2 separate regions of the Gossypium hirsutum genome follow, and region 2 is linked to region 1. Evidence: chromatin contacts called from public Hi-C data. All regions are on one chromosome and are shown on one strand. The core of a region is the stretch at or near the end of the contact, and the rest is flanking DNA. Distances in the headings are between cores, read along the strand shown. Region 1 holds the start of LOC107954541 (S-adenosyl-L-methionine:benzoic acid/salicylic acid carboxyl methyltransferase 2). Region 2 holds the start of LOC107890490.

The links. Hi-C and Micro-C count contacts between places; a contact is called where the count stands out from the background.
Region 2: a Hi-C map of leaf shows a contact between it and region 1, with 1.6 times the contacts expected there. The contact joins the promoter of LOC107890490 here to the promoter of LOC107954541 in region 1. A contact is called at or near these places in 3 of 34 Hi-C or Micro-C datasets (callus and leaf).

The regions. Positions count from the first base shown.
Region 1 is chrA12:14,796,203-14,802,338 of Gossypium_hirsutum_v2.1, reverse strand. LOC107954541 (S-adenosyl-L-methionine:benzoic acid/salicylic acid carboxyl methyltransferase 2) reads right to left here and starts at 1,493. Exons shown (of 4, transcript XM_041084000.1): 1 at 1,140-1,493; 2 at 644-1,048; 3 at 281-535. The coding sequence starts at 1,214.
Region 2 is chrA12:15,087,745-15,094,112 of Gossypium_hirsutum_v2.1, reverse strand. LOC107890490 reads left to right here and starts at 2,546. Exons shown (of 4, transcript XM_016814945.2): 1 at 2,546-2,919; 2 at 3,853-4,649; 3 at 5,062-5,490; 4 at 5,683-6,167. The coding sequence starts at 3,857. The coding sequence ends at 5,861.

The DNA.
Region 1 (6,136 bases), core at 244-2,743:
ATGCAGCAAAATATACTTTAGGAAATTAACTCCCTAGTTTACTAGTTTATTGGCCAGACACTATCAGATTTCCACTTCCGGAAAATGATAAGATACATAGGTAGGTGGGGTGGCTCATATATATAGATAATATCAACTAGTGTCCAATTGATAACTATCCCTGATGGAATAACCTAAATATGATTGATTCATATAGTTATCTTTAAAAGATTGTATATCCTATCCTGCAAATGTACGGTTCAATTCCCAGCAACGGTGAGTAGAATTATTCATTCTATACCTCAAGGACCATATCATTGAGAGCCATGGCCAAAAGCTCCCAAATGTAACAACACTCTTTGCTTGAAGGATCATCACTTCTTCTCCCTAAAAATGTCAAAACCATACGCCCTCCATCCACCAGTTCCTCTGATCTACACTTCAAAAACAAGGAAAAATCCTGTTGGAATTGCTCATAGTATGCCTTAAGCACGTTTGGTGGACTTGTGCTAGCCATGTAAATGTTCCCTTTATTATTTTCCAGCCCTCGAGGAACCTGGATCAAATCAAAATAGTCCACTCATAAATTACAAGCTATTTTTCATTCTAAAATGATTACAGATATATTATATTATACTGTACTTCATTAATATATAAACTAAACCTGAGAGAGCCATTGCAGACTATAGGAAGAGTGTACAAAATGAAGGCTGTTTTTCCTGAAAAGCCTTCCGTAGAAAGAACCAGGTACTCCAGTGAAAAAACATGGTCCAATGCCGGGTCCAAGTTGCTCCCTCAGTTTGTTCTGGAAGATAGACAAGGACCTGAAAATGGTGTTGAAGTCATTCCCAGGAAGATCATTCAAAAACACTTGATACTCGGGGGATTTTTGGCAGATCTTTTGGCGAACACTATTCACCGCTTTGATAAGTTCAGATACCACAAAGAAAGTGTTGGGTCCGGAAGAACAACCCAAATCTGCGATGGCTATTTCTTCCGGATAAGTGCTGCAATAGAGCTTAGTTATGGCGTCCTCCGTGATTGGCTTTGTCATGGTTATCACCTTTTGCTGTCCCAATTTCAACATTGAAAAATATCTCAGTACATACAATAAAAGTTATCGACAGATACGTATATGACATATTATTGTACATTGATACCTGAACAAAAGAATTGTTTGCATAGCTGGTTTCTCCAACTCCTCCATTCATATGAAGAACTTGAACTACTTCCATCTCGATGGATATTTTATCTCACTCTTGTCACTATTTATCAAAGCTGAATATGGTTACTTTGTGTGATCGAGATACTTTGCACGGACCCCCTATTTATAGACGTTTCGATCAGCGGGTAGTTAGGCTAGCATTATATCTTGTATTTATTTTCACACGTACATAGTATTTCCTTCCCTTTCAACATTTTCTGCTTTGGGATAAAATAACAGTATAATCAATTACTTGTAATTTTTTTTTTCAGTTTTTGTTCTTAAAAAGTTATATGAAACTAAAAATCATACAACTGGAGAAAAGTGTCGGTATATCACTCCATAAATCAACTATCATTTAGAGACACCACATATGTGATATCACTACCGACACTTTTTCTCGACTTTGAAAATAATTAAATAAAGTGAAATTTGATTTTATTTAAAATGTTTAAAAATTAATTATAAAAATATAGAATAAAATTAAAAAAGAAGTATAAAAAGTTGAAGTGGGAGTTATTCATAGGATGCCGCAAATTTTCCAATCTTATCGGCAACAACCACGTCTTTGTCCGCAACCATTAGTCTTTTTCTTCTTGTTATATACATAGATACCTTTTCATTAATATTATGACTATTATTGACACATGAGATATTTATGTAATTTATAAAATATTTATATAAAAAATAATTGGAATTTTAGTTGAAATGATAAAATGTTTCCTGTCATATAAATATTATTTTAAATTTTATATAAATATATAAAAATATAAAAATGCATTCATCCTTGTTACTTTATAAAAAGAATGATTTTTTTTTTATAATTTTTAACTGAGTTGAGATTGATACCAATTCCATCAAACACTTTAAAATTAGTATAGATTTTTATAAATTATATTATTAGAAAGTCATACAAGAAATCCAATTTACATCTACCTCATGCATGCTCTGCCAAAAACGTTTTCCTCGAAATTTATGATTTTTTTGGCATAATACTAAATTTAGCCCTAAATGTTTACTCTTTTTATCAATTTTGCTTTTATTCTTTTTTAAGTTAAATTTGGCCTTCAATCTTTTAAAATAGTCGAATTTTACGATCAACTTTTCAAAAAAAGTAGAATTGTTATTTTTAACAGAAATCCTAACTAAAACATTAAATTTTTAAAAATGGTGTCCCATATGACATGTACGTCATGCTAATTTTCTTGAATTTTTTTTATATTTTATATTCTTTGAATATTTTATAATTTTTAAATTATTTGTTAAAGATAAATAGTATTATGTTAGCATGAAGTGCACATGGACTGCCACACCAACATCGATAAGAATTCAATGTTTTAGTCAATATTTCCTTTTTTTTTAAAAAAACAATTTGACTCTTTAAAAGGTTAATGATCAAATTTAACTAAAAAATTAAGTAAAGGCTAAATTAATAAAAATATAAACATTAAGGGCTAAATTTAATATTTTACTTTATTTTTTCAATAATATATTGGTCTTTTTAATCACTCTTTTTCCTTCTTCTTCTTTTTTCTTGAAAGCTCAATTTGAATTTTTTTTTAAACAAAAAGATCTATAAGCAACCAAATAAATTAATCAAACAACATAAGAAAATTCTTCTATTGAAGAAAAATAGAAAATTTTTACAAATCTATTTATGTAGATGTTCATAACTCCAACCCTCATTAATTTATGAGATAAAATTTTAATGTTCTTTAAATGCAAAGCTTGATTTATTTGTATTTCATTCAAGGTGCTTATAAATAAAACTTTTTTTGTAAGTGAAAAAAATTATATGAAAAATCTCGGGTTTTATGTCTGGTATTTATTCTAATTATTTGAATAATTTAAGTTATTTGAATTGTAAAATTCAACTTGACTCGAATAACTCAAATTGATTAACTTAAAATTTATTTTTTTTCAATTTTTTTAAATTGAATCAAGTTTTTCTCACCTCTAATTTGAATAATGCCAAATTTTACCAAACTTGGATTTGCGACCCTTTATACATCGGACAAGAACTATTCTTCATAGTGATGGATACTGAAATCCACTTAAATGTTAAAGGTTTTAAGAAAATTATTATGCTAGGCAATGAGGAATCTAACTGAGACATGATTTTTATTTGTTGTCGTCTCCATGAATGATTAGAAGCAAAATATTAACCATAAAAAGGCCACTTGAATTATGGAATAATACAAAAGAAATATATGACCATTAGAAAACGATAATCTTACCTAAAGCTCGTTATGATTGGATGCATCTAAAGTTGCAAGATTTTTAAATTGTGAGTGAGTATAACTTTGTAATATTTAAGATAACTTCTCAATTAAAATTATGTGGAAAAAAAATAATCGATGATGACTTTTTTTTTAGCAAAATTGATGAGGACTTATTAGAGAACAAAATGTGATATTGAAGTTCAACAAATTCATTCAGGTAATAATTTAGCAGATTTGTTTATCAACATTACGAACTTCAACATATGAAAGGCTAGCATAAAAAATTGGAATACATTGACCCAAAGATGTTAAGTGGCATTGTCATTTGCGGAAGTTCAATACATATAAGGTTTTGTCTCATTAGTTTTTCCCAGTAAAATTTTTTTTAACAAAACAACTTATAGTAGAAGATTGTGTAATCTTTTTCTTTCATTAGATTTTTTATCTCATAGAATTTTTTCTAATAAAAATTTTTGTTTTGAACATTTTTCTTTAATAAACATCCAAAGGGGAAGTGTTAGAACTTTATTAATGCGAATGTCCATAACTCCAACCCAGTTAATTTATGAGATAAAACCCCATCAAATTATGAGATTAAACATATCTAGGGATTGAACTTGTTTAATGAATTTATAAACAAAGTCTTCGCCACTACACCAATGATTATTTTTGAGTAAATTTAAAAATATATATATAAAATATGTTTCTCACTAAATTTGTGTATATAGATAATACCAATGATTGTGTTGGTGTCATTTGGAAACTCAATATTTAATTTCTAAAAAAAATATTTTTAATATTGAATTTTTTTACTAACTTGATAACTTTTTGACATGCTATAAGAAAATGGTAATATCGTGATAAACAATTAGAGCACATTTAATATTATTAATATAATATATTTATCTATTTCAATTTTCTTTTACCACAAATTAAATTATTTTTTATTTTAATTTTGTACATATTGCATACGTGTTGTTATTATTATTAATTTCAAACTTTACATTTTATTATTTATTATATATTATTTTTAAACATACATATTATATTTTAAATATATAACTTTTACATACATACACGTATAATAAGATTTTTAATAATTTATTAAATTTTTATCTTTACTCAGAGGATTTAACCAAAGACGGTAACATGTCATAAAACGCATACGTCACATTGATTAGGTTACTTAAATGACGTATGCTTTGCATACGTAAGTATATAAGTGTTAAAAGAATATATATTGAAAAATTAAAATTATAAAATTATATTATTTAAAATTAAATATGGGTTAAATTATTTGATACAGGATAATATAATCTTAAATAAAATAAATAATTAAATTTATTTTCTAATAAGTATTAATGTTTATAATTAGATGGTTATTAATTAAATAGTTGAAAAAAGTTGAATTCAGTTAATAATTAAAATAATATTTGTGGTGTAAACGGAGGTTTAACATAAGAAACATCCAACTAATTAAATCAATAATTTGATTAAGAAAAACTATTTTATAATTATATGTCACTGTTAGCATATGTGCTACAATTAGATTTTTCTACATATAACACGAAACCAAATTTAGATAATCACAAATTAAGAAGACTCAATACATGGTTTTTAAATTACTAGATGAAATGAAAAATCTTAATTTTTTTTTTTGCTCTTTATCTTTTGTTTTGTTCAGCGGTGGTGTTAGTCTTTGAGCCGGCTATCGCCCGCCTTTTTCCACTTTTATTAACCCTTTCTTTCTTTCTTCTTATCATTCACTACACATGTATTTTCTCTTTTCAATTTGTAGATTTATTTTGTGAGTGTCTTTTTGGTTTTACATGTTGTGATGGATAGATGACGATGCCTATCGTTCGTTAAAACTCCACCGCCCACCAGTAGTTTTTCTTGGAAAGTACATGGCTCTTTGTCAACTTTTTAAGCTGTTTATATTTTGAGGAGAATAATAAATGATTTCATGTGTCGATTTGAACCTATGTTGTCTTAAGTTTTATATTTTTTTTTGTTTATTTTTTCATTGTTTAATAAATCTTCAGGTTTAGAAGTTTTTGTTTATTCTTCTAGCATGTTTTTTAGTCTTGCTTATGCATATAATCTTAGTTTTACAAGTGATTTTAGGGATGATTTTGTTATCGTCCTCTCTAGTTTGGTGAATGTTTTTTGTCAATTTTTGCTTGCAACTTTGGTCCAACTGGAGCTGATTTCCTTATCCTATTAAATGCTTGCAATCACTCTAGATATGTCGTGCTTGAGTTGTAATAAAATTAATTGTCAACTGTTATAATGTTCTATTAATACTGAGGCTAAAACCTTTATTTTGTTGATAGAACTTGTCCTTCACAATTTATAACGAGTGTTTGCTAATTTTTTTCCTTTGAATTGTATGAATTTTTATTACATCTAAAACGATTGATATGTTTTCCTCAAAGCCTTTTAGTTTTATTTTTAATAAATAAGTATAGAGCCCCGTGTGAAAGGAAATCTAATAATTTAATTAATTTGGTTTGAAAATATTGCTTTATTTTATATTTTAAAAAGAAATCTTAGGACTTTCTATATTTTAATACTTAATAAGATTTCATAGCTCAAGATTTGAACAAAAATCTTAGGATATTCTGTGAAGTCCATCGTGAGCTTGTACTTTGGTTTAAAGTTGCGGTTGAACATAAAAAGTTTCAACACGCCTCTCTCTCTCACGCGTCTCCCATCTTTTCTATGCAAT
Region 2 (6,368 bases), core at 1,297-3,796, 290 kb before region 1:
TAATTACAATAATTAACATAAAAATATTTTTTATTTAAATTATTAATATAATTAAAATAGATTAACTTATCAATTCAAATATTATAATAGAAATTTTTAAAATTATAATTAAAACATTTTTAACATATTCAACATATAATATAAATTTACTTTATGTAATTAATGTAAAGTAGCATTATTCAAAATAATAAGTAATTAACATAATTAACTCTAATATTTAATTAGGTGATAATTAACATACTTAGAATTTGATTGAAGTAATAAATTTATTTTATATCAATAAGATCAACATAACTTTTTTTACTAAAAATTGTAATTAATAAATATAACAACTTTTTTAGCTGTAAATTAAATTATAATTATTTTTAGATGTGTAATTATCACAACTTTTATTAAATTGTAATTACTTTTAAATGTATAACTATCACAACTTCTATTTTACTTCAACCTTTTTAACTAATAATTATTAATTAAATATTATATTTATTTTTAAATGTAAATTTAGTAATATGAGGAAAAATAAAGGATTTTCTCGTTAGCTCAAAAGTTTTTTCGAACTTGCACTTTTATATATATATATATATATATTACAGTTAGGTCAAAATATGTTATATGTCATTGTACTTTTATTTCCAACTGTTAATATTTTTTATTTTTTTAATTAAATTTTTTGTTATGACATTTTTGAAATAAAAAAAAAACTCACTTGATAGCCATGTAATTAAAAAAAATGACATTGTAATTAACTTGAATTAAAAAATATATCAGTGTTAACAGTTGGACTTGAAATTTGAAATCTGAAAAGTAGAGGGATTAAACTCCATGAAATAAAAGTACACGTATTAAATTCCTATTTTTTAAAAAAATATAAGGTCTTGTGGCACATTTTAACCTATAAATTATAAATATATTACAATATTTAGACATAAAATAAAATAGTTAGTACAAAATTAAACTTGAAATTAGAAATGTGAGTAAAAAATCTTGTAAAAAACAAATAAGACATCTTCAAAATAAACGAAAACTTTTTATTTTCTTTGCTAAAATTAAGTCATGGGAGTGGCTAAATATTACCAATTGAATTAATATATTGTTAATACATATATCAAAACATGTGTAAAAAAAATACTCTTATCAAGCGTAGCATAAATATGACTTCAGTTGAAATGATAAAGTTAAAATTAATAAATTAATAATTTTTATATTATTGTATTTTATCAATTGGATTAGTCTTGGGAAAAAAGTTACTATAGAAAAGATATAAATATAAATTATAATTTATAGACTTGTCTATAGGTCGGGCCAAGCCCATTTGAAAAGTGAGAGAGTTTAGGCAAAAGTATAAATTTAAAAAATGGGCTTTGACAAAGAAATAAGACCCGTTTTCTAAACGGGTTGAGCCTGGGATAGTCTTTTTTGGCTAGGGCTCAGCCCAACCCGAATTTGTAAAAAATTATAATTTTTTATTGTTTTGCTACTGTTTTTTCATTGTTTTACTATCATTTTGCTATTAGATTATTACTTTTTTTGTTGTTATTATTTAGATATTATATAAATCTTATTTTATTATTATTTTTAGCATATTTAGTGTATTATTTTTTATATAAAAAATTTTAATATGACGGGCTAAACTTGAGTCTAAAAAACGAATTTAAATTTTTTTTACTTGGGCTGACCTGACCACTTATACGTATCAATATCCGGTATCTATAAATAGGGGAACAAGTTGGGCCTTTTTTTCCAAGCCCGGGCTGTTGAAATCTTTAATCCGTAGTCCGTACAATAGTGATGAGCCCAATTTAGTAGTTGATTCCATTGAACCAAGATATTTTTGTATTTTGGATGATGACATTGACAGATTCCATTTACATGTGGTCAGCCCTTACCAAAGCACTTTTCGCCCTTGAACTATAAACTTACCACGTGTTCTCTTTCTTCTTTAACCCTCAATTTTCTAGATTCCAAAAGTTCCTCCTTATTTATTTATGATTACATCAAATCATCACAAGATTCTTGGATTAAACAACCCTTTAGTCGGTGTTTTTAAGAATAAAGTTAATTTTAATTTTAATAAAAATTATTACTTAGCTTTTATTTAATTAATATTATCGAAAAGTGACAATTTTTTATTACAGATTGAACATGTGATAACTGAGGTTATCACAAGATTCTTGTTGCATTAGACAATCCTTTACTCAACTCAAATATTGTTGGTGTTTGTTTTAATTATAATTGAAATATTAAAATGGTTGGGCCTTATTTTACAAATAAAAAATAAAAAAATAAAAACAAAAAGAGAGAAAAGAGGGTATGTCCGTTGCTTAATTTTGCCGCGGTCAGTGAATTCATTTGCTGACCCCACGCACCCCACTTTTCATAATTTTGCCGTTTTGCCCAAGGCAAAAGGCAATGAAGGAAGTTTCAAACTATGCATTAAGAAACAAAAAGGTAGAAATCCCGTGAAAACGATGTCGTGTGAGCCCACGAAACAAAAACATTTCCAAACACTTTGGAACCCTCTCCCAACATAAATATATTCCAAACTACCCCCATTCCAAACTGAACCCTACATCCCCAATCAAGGTCAAACCCGACATTTCACTAAATCCCCAGCAACGAATAGCAAGCCTTTTGAAATTTTTGCGGAGAGAAGTGGAGGCGAAGATAATAACTTGGGGAACAGGTTTTTTGCGAGTTCCAGAAGATCACAGAAGCAGATTTATATTTTCTTTTTCTTTTTCTATATAAATAGAAACAGAAAATTTAAAGTAAATGATAAAGAAATCCCCGTTTTATGTCTTCACTTCGCGCGCTCTAATCTGATCTCTCCTATTCCTTCTCGTCGCGCCACCGAATCCTCCGCCGCTTGCGCCTAGGGTTTCTTCTTGAAGGATTATTTTTTTCTTAGCATCCTAGTAGGTAATAAAGCTCTCTTTTCTTTTCCTTTTTCGCTTTTCTTTAATGATTTCTTTTATTTGTTTTGAGGTTTTCGTTAATTTTAATCTTTTTTTCCAGTTTTTGAATTTGCTGGTGTACCTATGTTATATTAGGGATCCATTGCGGTTTTTCTCGTTCATTTGTTTTAACTTTTCTCTGCTTCCAAACGGAGCCTTCGCAAAGTAATCGAGTTTTGCATCGTTAACGTAGATATCCCTTTTTAATTCATCAAATAGTCAAAGTAGATGATTAGAAGATATCCTTTTTCTTCTTTTCGTTATGTTTGGTTGCTGTTAAATTAGGTGGAATTCTCATGTGTCTGGTAGCTTTGTTTTGGTTTCAATTTTTCAATTAGTTATACTTATATGGGGGCTTTAATTTATCTACACAATTTCATATTTAATTTAGCTATATGCTTTCTTATTCAAAATCAGCATATAGGTTTTGGTTTTACTTAAAAAGGGAAAAAAAAAATCTTTTTGTAGCAGTATAGCTGAAGTGCTGAATAAATGTGTGTATATGAATTTAAGATTGTTTGGTCTGTTTTACTCTTCTTCTTTTTTCTTTTTTTTTCCTGTTTTTTCCTTTAACAATTATCCTGGTTGATTTGAGTGATTGGCAGAGGGATCACACTAATTTTGGCTCACGTAGTATGGATTTAGGGTTTGGATGGTTGTACTTAGCTCCCAGTTCCAATTAGGGACAGGCGTAAAATATGGAGGTTTCTAGCTGGGTTGATAGAACAAAAAGTTAGCAAGCACAAGTTTAATTGAGTGAATCTTCTCCATTTCATTGAAATTAGAATGTTATCACTTGTAGCAACAATGAGATTTTCTTCTTCCCTTCTGTTTCCTAAGAAAATGATTAGATACAGGTTTGTTGACTTTATCTTCTTTTTTTATTATTATTATGCAGAGCCATGCCGACTTTTACTGCTATAGCTTTGGATAGGCTAATAGAACCTGGAGCTTCGAAATCTGTTGACAAATCTGGTCCTAATATGAAACCACCGATTCCCAAGCCAAAGCTTATACCCAATTCAAAGCTGGAGAGGATGAATAATACATCAGTAACTGAAAGGAAGATCAATCATCCCCAAATAGCGTCACCTGCCCTCTATGCTACTCCTGAGGCAACTCCACTACCTGATTCACCATCTTCTTTTCCCCCTTCACCTTACATCATCAATCACAAGCGTCGTGGGCCTCGCCTTCTGAAGAGCTTTTCTGAAAACAATGTATCATCTCAGAAGAAAACCATTGAAGAAAGTGAGGTTAATGGGAAGGCGAAGCTGACAGAAACCAAGTCTGTTGATCTATCTAAGGATGGTTCTTTTAATTTTAGCATTCATGAACCTGATGAAGAGGAGCACGGGAATGGTGTCAATAATGGTCCTATTAAAGTAGAACAGGCAAATGGTGTCCATTCTGGCTCCATTCAAGATGAACGCAGGAATGGTGTCCATGATGTTGAATTTGGGAGCAGTAATGAGAAAGTTGGAAAGAGCCAAATGAATAATGGTATGCCCAGTGATATTGCCGAGGTAAAGCTTCATTCGTTGAACTTGGACAGATATGATGAAAGTGAAGATTTCTTTGATCCAAAGGAATCAATGAGTGCCACAACTAATACCGATGGAGATGATGATATTGGGGCAGAAAGTGCTGCAAGGCTTGCTACATCAGGGGTAGAGTTTTTTGATGCTTGGGACGGTATGTTGAGTTTTGTTTTCATCTGAATGTGATTACATATAACTGCATATATTTAAATATAGATGCTTGGTTTTTTTTTGCTAGAAATTAATTTTTTTGCATGGTTGCGCTTAATTTTTTAAATATAGGCTGTGATATTATGATTGTGCTAGCCTTTGTTTAAATGCCTTGACTCTTGATTACATGATAACTAATGACTTAACAGTAAAAGACATGTTATTTTGGATATTTCTATGTTCATGTGTGCATATTTATGTGTATCCCAGCTTGCCTGGAACCTGAACATTTTTGTTGAAATATTGAGAAATTTGAAAAACTTTACCATAGGTAGTGCTTTATTTAGAAAAGGGCTGAGTGCAATGATTTTCGTGGCTGTTATAGAAGTTTTACTTGGATCTCTTGTTTCGTCCAGAATTATCCTCTGAGAGTGGATCACAGTCCATTCATCGTGACACTGAAGCTGAAGCATGTGAAATAAGACTCAGCTTACTCATGGAAATAGAGAAGAGGAAGCAGGCAGAAGAAGCTCTAAATAAGATGCTACATATGTGGAAAACAATCAGCCAAGGGTTAGCTGTTGTGGGATTGTCACTGCCTGCAGATCCTATTGATGTGACAGATGATGAGCTGGTGAATCAAGCTGAAGAATTGAGGCAGCAAGCAGATGTTGCACGATTTGTATCATTAACCGTTGGAAGGGGAATTGCAAGGGCAGAGATGGAGATGGAGATGGAAGCTCAAATTGACTCAAAAAACTTTGAAATCGCCCGATTGTTGGACCGACTACACTACTATGAGGCTGTTAATCAGGAAATGTCTCAGAGGAACCAGGAGGCTGTAGGTGAGTGCTATATCCTGATTTCTTAAAGTTGCATAACCAGTTGTTTTGGAAAAAAAGAATGCAAGACTTCTTTTTCAACTAGTTTCTTTAGTCTGATTCTCTCTGTTGAAATATGCAGCAAGCTGCGGATTTACTTAAGAATATGATGCAGTATGTTTACCTGATTTTGTTCTGTTTCATTGTTTTGTACAGAGATGGCACGGCGAGAGAGACAAAGGAAGAAAAGAAGGCAGAGATGGATATGGGGTTCAATTGCCACTGCAATTACCCTTGGGACAGCAGCCTTGGCTTGGTCTTACCTCCCAACAGGTAAAGGATCATCTTCGAGTAATGTTCCTCAGGCCTCTAATCCTGATGATGCAGCTAAGTGATTACTATTCAATCACTGGAGCTACGAGAACATGTCATCGTTGGAAAGAAAATAAGATATGCTTAGATTCATTCCTGTGAATAGCAGTCCAAACTGCCATGAGTCATCGGAGGATGTGCAGTACCATCAATAATAGTTTTTGAGTACTACTAATTGTTCCGTTCCTTGGCAATCTGTGGGTCGATGAATTTTCATGTGGTCTTTGTTTAACCCAATTTTGGCCTATTGTGTGCGTTACGCACATAAAACCTTCATGGATTTGCTTTTAGGTCTTTAATCGTTTCAGGCAGATATCTTTTCTGTGCAAGACTCTTCAGTGATAAAAGCACGGCATGTGTGAATTTATTAACCTGTTGATTGAATGAAATTTCGTTTGGGATGTTCCGGCAAATGTACGATCTTTCAAAAGTAAAATGGAGTTATAAAAATTGATTATCTTCGGGGCCAATTCAGTTCTAAGTATAAGTGATTTGAGAATTTGAAGTAAGTAACATTTTTCTCTACAAAT